3 separate regions of the Gossypium hirsutum genome follow, and regions 1 and 3 are each linked to region 2. A link is a contact called in public Hi-C data. All regions are on one chromosome and are shown on one strand. Each heading gives the region's core, a stretch centred on a gene start, on an enhancer-like site or on the middle of the called end of the contact. The rest is flanking DNA. Distances are from core to core; before and after follow the strand shown.

Region 1 (2,831 bases), core at 128-2,627, 76 kb after region 2:
TTTTCTTCACCACTTCTCTCCTCGTTAACTTTTGTCTCAGTGTTTCTCCCCTGCCTGCCATCTAAAAATTCAACACCATTCCTTTAGTTTCATTTCCCTTGGGTCGTTCTCCCTACTTGCACTCTAAGCTAATTACCATACTGGAGCTCTATTTTGTCTGACTCCGTTTGGACCCCTTCTTTGTTGCACATTTGTGTTTTATGATCGATGATTCTACACTTGTAACAAAATGTCAAAAGATGTTCGTATTTTATAGCACAAATGATTTCGATATCCCCCTGTCTCACAAGGTAGACCACTCTCCTTAGGTGTTTTAAAACATCTATTTTTACCTTCACTCTGATATATTAGTCCAGCCACCATCCCTATCTGTTAATGAATCAGTTAGAAAGGCAGTTAGTATTAGCTAAGGTTATTAGCAGCTAGTTAAAGAAATCAGTTAATTCTATGACTATAAATACACTGTCTTGAGTTTGTATTAGATAGCTTTTACCGTCTAAATTCAAGAGAGAAAAGAAGAATTCATTTAGCCTTTAGTTTACCTGTTTCTCTTCATGGTACCAGTCGCTAACTGATCCACAATCATGGCAACTACACATTCTGCTGCCTCAGACTCTGTTGAACTGGATGACTCTGTTTTTACTGCTGATCGTGTTGGTAATTCCTTTCCTCGGCATGAGGTTGTAAAGCTCGATGAAGAAACTTTTCTTTAATGGAAGTAACAGGTTCAGTTAATTATCAATGGTTATGATTTATTTGGTTTTCTTGATGGTTCTGTTACTGCACCGTCGAGGTTTGTACAAGCACCAAATGGTGCTCTTGTGCTTAATCCGGTGGCGTCAGCTTTCAACAATAGGGTAATCTCCTTACTCTATGGCTTCTCTCCACCGTAAGCTCGACGATTTTATCTTCTTTTATGGATGTACAATCGGCCTCTAATGTTTGGACTACGGCTTTGGCAATGTTTGCGACCGATACGGATCTGAAACAGTCCAGGTTGCGTCATGAAATTCACTTTATCAAGAAGGAGAGTATGACGATCCGAGAGTATGTTGCAAAGTTGAAAAGCCTATGTGCTCTTCTGGAAGCATCTGGATCTTTCATCTCAGGGGCGGAGAGAACGGTAGTGCTGCTTGCGGGTCTCCCGTCTGAGTTTGAAGGCGTGGTTTCTTCTGCTTCTCTATCTTCGACTCCTCTGCCTTTTCAGCGTCTGGTGGACGCTCTAATCGAGTGTGAGAATCGGCAAATACAGACAATTCAGGAGGTTTCGTTCGCCTCGAATCTGGTTCACCGCGAATCTGGTGGAAAACTCTTCACCGTCGGTAGTAGATGGTTCTACGCGTGGTGGTCAGCCAATCTCGCGTGGTCGTGGCAGGATTTTTCAGCCACAGCTTCAGTGTCAAATCTGCTCCTGATTTGGTCACACCGTCCAACACTACTTTTATCGGTACCACTGCGATAAAGTCTCTCCGTCTAAGGCTCCGGCATCAAATCCGGCTGAGTCTGGTCCTCGTGGCTGGCCTCCACAGCCAAATACTCGACCAAATATTTCTTCTCATGGTCAGACTTTGCATAAGTCTGGTCAAAATTGGTGTGCTAATCTAAATGTGCTTTACGGTCAAAATTGGTGGGCTGATTCAAATTGGCATGAGCTTAGGCCGCAAGCTTATGGGCCGTCATCGTTTGGTCCCAATTCTGGGCCGTATGATCTTGGAAATAATAAGATTTAAATTGTGGTTTTAGGCTTCCATATGGTAATGGGCCATCCGCCCCTCAATGGCCCGTGAGCCTATTTCTAACAATGTGCAGGTTGATCTCGCTACTACTTTCAGGCCACTTGGTCTACAGTCAGGTCCTATACCAGTCCTATGGAGTACTAAACCGCTGGCTCGTGTGTTTTCAGGGACGAATCCGTGCGTTGGGCTTCCTCGATTGGGTGATATTCATGCCTCTGATTATTCTGATCCTTCTATTTTCAGCTCGCATATAAACTCCATGCCACATGGGATTAATGGTGATGACACTGACTCACCAGTTCCTAGGTCAGTTGGCACCTCGTCTTGGTACCCTGATTCTGGTACCAGTAATCATGTTTGTCAGGATTCTTTAGTACTGCATAATGCGGTTCAATATTCAGGTAAGTCCTCTCTTTTAATGGGTGATGGTACGCCTGTTATGATTTCATCAATTGGTCAGGGAGTTTTGTCTGCACGTTCTAGGTTACTTTGGTTATCTAATGTTTTGTGTGTTCCGACCATTCGAAAAAATTTATTGTCGGTATCTCAATTCACAACTGACAATGGTGTATTTTTTAAATTTCACCCCACTTAATGTGTTATTAAGGATAGCATAACATAGGAGGTTTTGCTGAAGAGGCGTATTCATAATGGGCTATATTATTTCTCTCTATCCAACGCGTCTGTTCCATCTACGGCTCAAGTTGAACTTCAGACTCGTACTAAAAGCAGTGAGGTTTTTTGGTTATGGCATAATCATCTTGGACATCCGTCTTCGTTTGTTGTCAAGACTGTTCTTAATAACTGTCATATCAATTTAAATAAAATTTCTGTTGATAGTATTTATACTGCTTGTAAAAACAAAGAAAGTTTCATAAGTTACCATTTCCTGTTTCAGTTACTGAATATACTGATCCATTTTCTTTGGTTGTTTCTGATCTTTGAGGACCTGTATCTGTTTCTTCCTATGACAACTGGTATTATGTGTCGTTTGTTGATATGTGTGCAAGGTTTACTTAGGTATATTTGATTAGCCAAAAATCTCAGGCTGTGGATTGTTTTGGTCAATTTCAGAAATTAATTCAGACCTAGTTT
Region 2 (2,779 bases), core at 103-2,602:
TTGTCAGTTTATGGAACTCGTCGATCGGGTCACCTCGAAGCTCACACTATCATGTTATCTACTCGGTAAACTTATGCTTGTTTTAAGCTCGATTATGTGGTATGTACATGTGTTATATTTATATGAGTTTCTATGGTTAGATAGTTTTTTTGAACTCGGTTAATGTTTGAATCATGAAGTGTTAATGTTCAAAAGTGAGGATGTATGTTTTGGTAACTTGTGTCACTTTGTGTTTGACATTTTAAATGGTAAGATTAGTATGAAATGAGGTAGTAAATGTGATGATAAGGAATGGTAAAATGTATTGATGAGTATATTGAATTGATTAAGCAAATTGTTATGTTTTGTTGTTCAAATGAAGACATGTTTGATAGATTGAATTGAGATAATGTTGTGAGGTTTTTGATATGTATTATGACATGTTTTATGTAGGTGGAATGTTGTGCTAAGTGCACCAAATGTGGAAAATGGTTTGGTTGGTTGAAGTAGGCACCAAAAGGTCTATTTTGTGCCAAAAATAGAGTTCACGTTACGAAGTCTAGCAATGATCGTTGCGATGAGATTTGGGTTGTGGACCATGGAATGGCAAGGAATCCCATCGGCACAATAAGGCAAGTCAGACGGTCACGTCGTGACGTTGTTTTAAAATTTTGAAAATGTTGCAATTTGGTCCTAACACGATTCCGGGAAAACTTCAAAGCATTATTTATGATCTGTAATGGTTGTGTTTGCATTATTTATGTTTTAAAGTGAATCTTAATTGTCTGTAGTTGCTCCGTTAATGACTGTAGCATTCCGTAGCTCGAACCTAGCGATTGAGATGGGCGAGGGGTGTTACAAATTTGATCCGACCTGACTCATGAACATCTCTACTAAGAATAAGAGTTTTTGGATTTTTAATTAAAAAAAAGGATTTTAACTAAAAATTATTATAAAATAGAGAGAGATGGGGAGAATAAAGAACAAAGAAATATGAAAGTAATAGATAATGTACTTTATTAATCAAAAGGGGTGATTACAATGCTTCATAAGAGTCTCTATTTATAAGCATAAGAAGAATAAAAGAAGTAGAGATCTAATTCTAATAACTATTAGAATTTAAAGTATATTAAAATTTTATTTTGATCATGATGAACATCCACTTAATAAGATATTTATAACAAAAATAACATAAACTGGTGTGGAATTTTTATAAAAAAAATTTTATTAAGCGGGACTTATGAGGAATAATTTTTGAATTAAAATATAGAAGTAGAAGCAATATAAAAGTAATAAACAGATTTTGGATTGATTGTGGCGGTGATGAAAATATATTTAACCCAAAGGTTTTATGGTTAATTTGCATTTGGAAACAAATGGAATTCAAAAAAGAAAAGGAGAAATAATAAAATAATAAAGAAAGCGAGAAGGGACCAATACTTAACAGCGGAAATAATTAGCGTAGGTAGTAGAAACAATCTGAAATCAAATCTTTCAGTTTGAGAACTCTTCTCTCTCTGAGCAGCTATGTAGTATGGAGTCGAGTCTAGATAGGCACATAACTCAAATACACCTTTCTTTCTCGATTCATTCATTGGGCGGGCGGCCGAATAAACCAAAACCCAATCAGGAAAACATAATAAAAGAAAGGAGCTGTTGAGATTTGAGAAAGCAAAGCAGTCAACAAAGCTAAAAAGAAAAAGAAAAACTCAAGAGGAAGAAGTTAAAAGGAAGGGGTAGGTCGGGCATCTTGCTTTGGTTTCCTCCACCTCAAGCCTTCCATGCTCCCCTCAGCCAACAACAGCCCTACCGGAATCCACCACTTTGGCGGCGGCGGAGGAGGATTCTGGTCCTCTGTACCCATGCCGCCCTCCAAAACTACCGTCGCCGTTACTGCTGTTGCCGGCCTCGCTCTCTTTGCCGCCATTTTCTTCACTACTACTAGGTAAAAAGAAAATCCCTCCTCCCCCCCCCAAAAAAAAAGTGAACTGATCGATCATTCAATGCTTAACGGTAAAAGCAAATCTCCGAAACCCCTAGTACCGGTTCGTAGTAAGAGTAGTCGATAAGAATCAAACTCTAATAGATGAGAGCTCTTAGAAGAAGTCAGACTTCATCTTCATCTCCGAACTCACCTTCACCTTCACCCTCTTCGTCATCGTCATCGTCATCATCTTCATGGATTCATTTGCGTTCGGTTCTATTCGTTGTTACCTCTTCTTCCCCAGTTTCTTGTTCTTCCTCTGATCGGTGAGTCCTCGTCCCCTTTCTTCTCCCTTTTTCCCTCAAACACTTGCTCGTTTCAGTAATCTCTTGTTAGATTTTCGATTCAGATCCCGATCTCCTGTCTCAATTCTTTCCCCTTTGTATAAGTTCGAAACTATTTGTTTCCTTGTTTGCCTTGCTTCCTTTTTTTTTCATTTAGATTCTTTCTACTCCCCTTAAAACTTTTTCTCTTTTCGCTAATTAGGGTTTCTGCTTCTTGTTTGTTAGTATTTCCAGTCATTTTTGCTCCATTTTTTGGTTGTTTATTTCAAATTCTAATATTTTCTTTGCTTTACTTATTTTTTTTTGAATCTGTGTTAATGTGACTTGGCAACCTTATTTTTTTAACATATTTTTTTATCGTTGACTAAGGCTGCCTTTAGACTGCTTCAATCTGCTAGGATTTTATTCATGATTATGACTTTCTATTGTTGATATATTTGAATATTAACACTCATAATCAACAGAAACTGATAGACTTCGAAAAAGAATAAGAAATACTCTAGTTTTAAATAGATGAGAAAGTAGATTATGG
Region 3 (2,817 bases), core at 262-2,761, 72 kb before region 2:
TTTGAAGGAAGTAAAATTTTTTAGGAGAAATAAAAGATTTAGGGAGAAAATAAAAGAAAAAATTGTGGGTAATAAAAAATTTAGGAAAAATAAAAAGATTTGAGAAGAAAAAAATCGAATTAATTCAACTAAAATAATTCAAATTTTAATTTTTTTTTAATTTTTCAATCAAATCGAATTTTTCTACTAGCTGAAAATGAAAAGAAAAAACTGGGGCACGCTCTATTCTTTGAGTTTGTGATGTTAAGTACCTACTCTAGTTATAGACAAGTCAAAGCACGTTAACAACTCTATCTTCATCACTCATTTTCCCTAGTTGTAAGCATCCCATGGTGGGCATTATTTCTATCCCCCTAAATTTGTTAATGCCTTCCTTTTCAATTTAGGGACGAATATCGAGTATGTGAAATTTGTTTTATTCATGTTAAATTTAAAGTATTTTTAAAAAATTTAACTATTTATTTTATAAAAAAATCCTTTCAATCATTAAATATATTAACATAAATAATATTTTAGATTAATATAATATAGAAATCAAATTAATTAAAAAATTCGCATGTGTGATAAATATAATTATATTAATAAATCTAATCATAAACAAAATTTTAAAAGCATATAAAATTATGTTAATTTTATATCAATATAAAAGAATCCCGCATTATATCAATAGAGAAAGTATTGTATGAAACTGTGATTCTAAGTTATTTATATTCCTTTCTAATAGGAGAATGACAAAACAGATTTTTTCTCCTAATTTTCTGTTTTTTATTCCTGAAAAAATTTAAATTTAACTAAAAATGCTAAAAATAAGGAGGAAAAATATGATTTATCATTCTCCTATTAGAAAATAATAGGGATGGTGTGGAATCACAATTTCATACAATCCATTCTCTATATATCAATATATCAATTTTATCATATATATATATATATAAAGGTCATAATTAAAAATTTTAATTATTTAAAATTGTTTTAGAGAGTTTTTAACGAAGTGTTGGGGTTATACCTTGGCACAAATCCAAAGTACCTCGACCAAAGACTAACATTTAATCTAAGGTGGTGCTAATGTAAGTGAGGGTCGATCTCAAAATTAAGTAAAACTTTTAAAAATTATAATTCAATTTTAACTTTCTAAAAAAAAATTCCTTCTCACAGCCAGTTTAACCTTTGTATGAGAAAACAAAGGGCAGGGTACCCATGTAAAGTAGCCATGGTCCTCCTCAATCATTTGCAACAATTTTGTACTTAACGTTTTCCACCATTCAACTTCTTTAATATGTATACTTTTTTTTTCTAAGCATATCTCTTTCTTTCTTTTACCTTTTCTTTTCTTTTTCCTCTGTAATCTTTTACCATGCGTATGAAAACACTAGAGCCCCATTTTTTTGACCCACCTTCCCCATATTCAACGATGATATTATTAAAAACACATTGGCAAACCTTTGGTATAGGAACCCTATCCCTATCCTTTGCTTTTTGTGCTTTAAAGGTTTCAAGTCACCACTACATCAGTGGCTTTGCCCTTATCCCATCCTCGGTGGTCCTACTGTCTTTAGGCTACTTTGAGTCCCCACTCAGTTCCTTATTGTTTGAACTTCGAACCATTTTGCTTGATGAATCCAAAAACCCTTTTTTTTCATTTTTTCTTTTAACTTCTTTATCATGTTCAATTCGGACAGAATCAATGTCAATGTCAGAATCAAATTTGATTTTGAATAAATGTTAGAGTACTATGAAGCGTGAACACGAATACTTAATACGAGTACGATACGGACACTACAACACAGTAATTTTTAAAAAATGATAACACAAGTACGGTAAGATACGGCAATAATAAAATATTTTTATTATTTATATATATTCTTTATGTTCAAATATATTTTACTTATAAATATTAAATCGTTCAGAAAGAAAATATATTTTATTTAACTTGTCTTGTAAACAATATCTTATTTTATTTAATAAGAATTTAGGTCACACATATATTTATTAATTTTTAATTAAAATTAATTTTTAAAAAATATTTTAAATCTAATTTATATGGGTCTCACATATTTTTTTATTATACTTAATTTCACTATTTTTATACTACTATAATTTGTTTTTACTTTCTTACCCCATTATAAATTTATAACTATATAATACATTATTGTTTCAAAAAAAAAACTATATAATACATTAACTATTTTTTTATTCTTTCTTACGCAGACACTCATATCCCCTTTATTTTCTTCCCCATTTACCCCTTTTTTCCCTTCTCATTTACCGTCCTTACCTTTGCCGCTGTATTTCATTCTCTGCAAAAAAACCCCAGCATCATCATCTTCATATAAGCGAATCGGCTCCAAAGAAGACAGGTATGTTAAAAATCCCATAAATTATCACGATTAAATGTTAAAGTTCTTTTTATCAGTTTACTAAAGTTCTATTCTTGTATATGGGTTTTTTTTTCCGTTTCTGATTCAGGCCAAAGTAAAGCCCGGGAGTGTCCTTTTTTGACACGCTTCAAGGTGTGTCCGGTACATATCCGGCCGTGTCGGTGGCGTGTCCGTGTCGGACACCAGTACGACACTGGTACGAGGGGATTTTCCCCGTGTCGGTGCTTCCTAGGTTGACCATTTTCTGATCAGGAAAAAAGAAGAGGGTTTTGTGTAATGGGAAGCAATCAGTTTCTTGGGACTGATATCATCAATAACCCCATTTGGAGGAAAAATGGAGCACTGATGCTTCAACAACATCACAATTTTCTCGAGAAAGTATTTTACTCGCAGACTGCTAAGTTGAATGATAATTATAAGCACAAACAGTTAAATCGGT

What was found. A called contact is a pair of places that touch in the nucleus more often than the background predicts.
Region 1: a Hi-C map of leaf shows a contact between it and region 2, with 4 times the contacts expected there. The contact joins the enhancer-like site here to the promoter of LOC107954611 in region 2. A contact is called at or near these places in 3 of 34 Hi-C or Micro-C datasets (hypocotyl, leaf and petal).
Region 3: a contact with region 2 is called in a Hi-C map of leaf, with 2.1 times the contacts expected there. The contact joins the enhancer-like site here to the promoter of LOC107954611 in region 2. A contact is called at or near these places in 10 of 34 Hi-C or Micro-C datasets (callus, cotyledon, hypocotyl and 2 more).

The regions. Positions count from the first base shown.
Region 1 is chrD08:33,020,569-33,023,399 of Gossypium_hirsutum_v2.1, forward strand. No RefSeq gene overlaps it. Among protein-coding and RNA genes, the nearest start is that of LOC121220532, 8.1 kb to the left of the region's middle. Within about 2 kb of position 1,378, at least 7 of the 9 cell types and tissues checked have an H3K27ac peak or open chromatin away from gene starts, as enhancers often do. A contact at or near this core is called in leaf, where this site is marked.
Region 2 is chrD08:32,944,931-32,947,709 of Gossypium_hirsutum_v2.1, forward strand. It overlaps LOC107954611 (rab GTPase-activating protein 22), which reads left to right and starts at 1,353. Exons shown (of 5, transcript XM_016890220.2): 1 at 1,353-2,229. The coding sequence starts at 2,066.
Region 3 is chrD08:32,872,535-32,875,351 of Gossypium_hirsutum_v2.1, forward strand. No RefSeq gene overlaps it. Among protein-coding and RNA genes, the nearest start is that of LOC121220539, 12 kb to the left of the region's middle. Within about 2 kb of position 1,512, at least 8 of the 9 cell types and tissues checked have an H3K27ac peak or open chromatin away from gene starts, as enhancers often do. A contact at or near this core is called in cotyledon, hypocotyl and leaf, where this site is marked.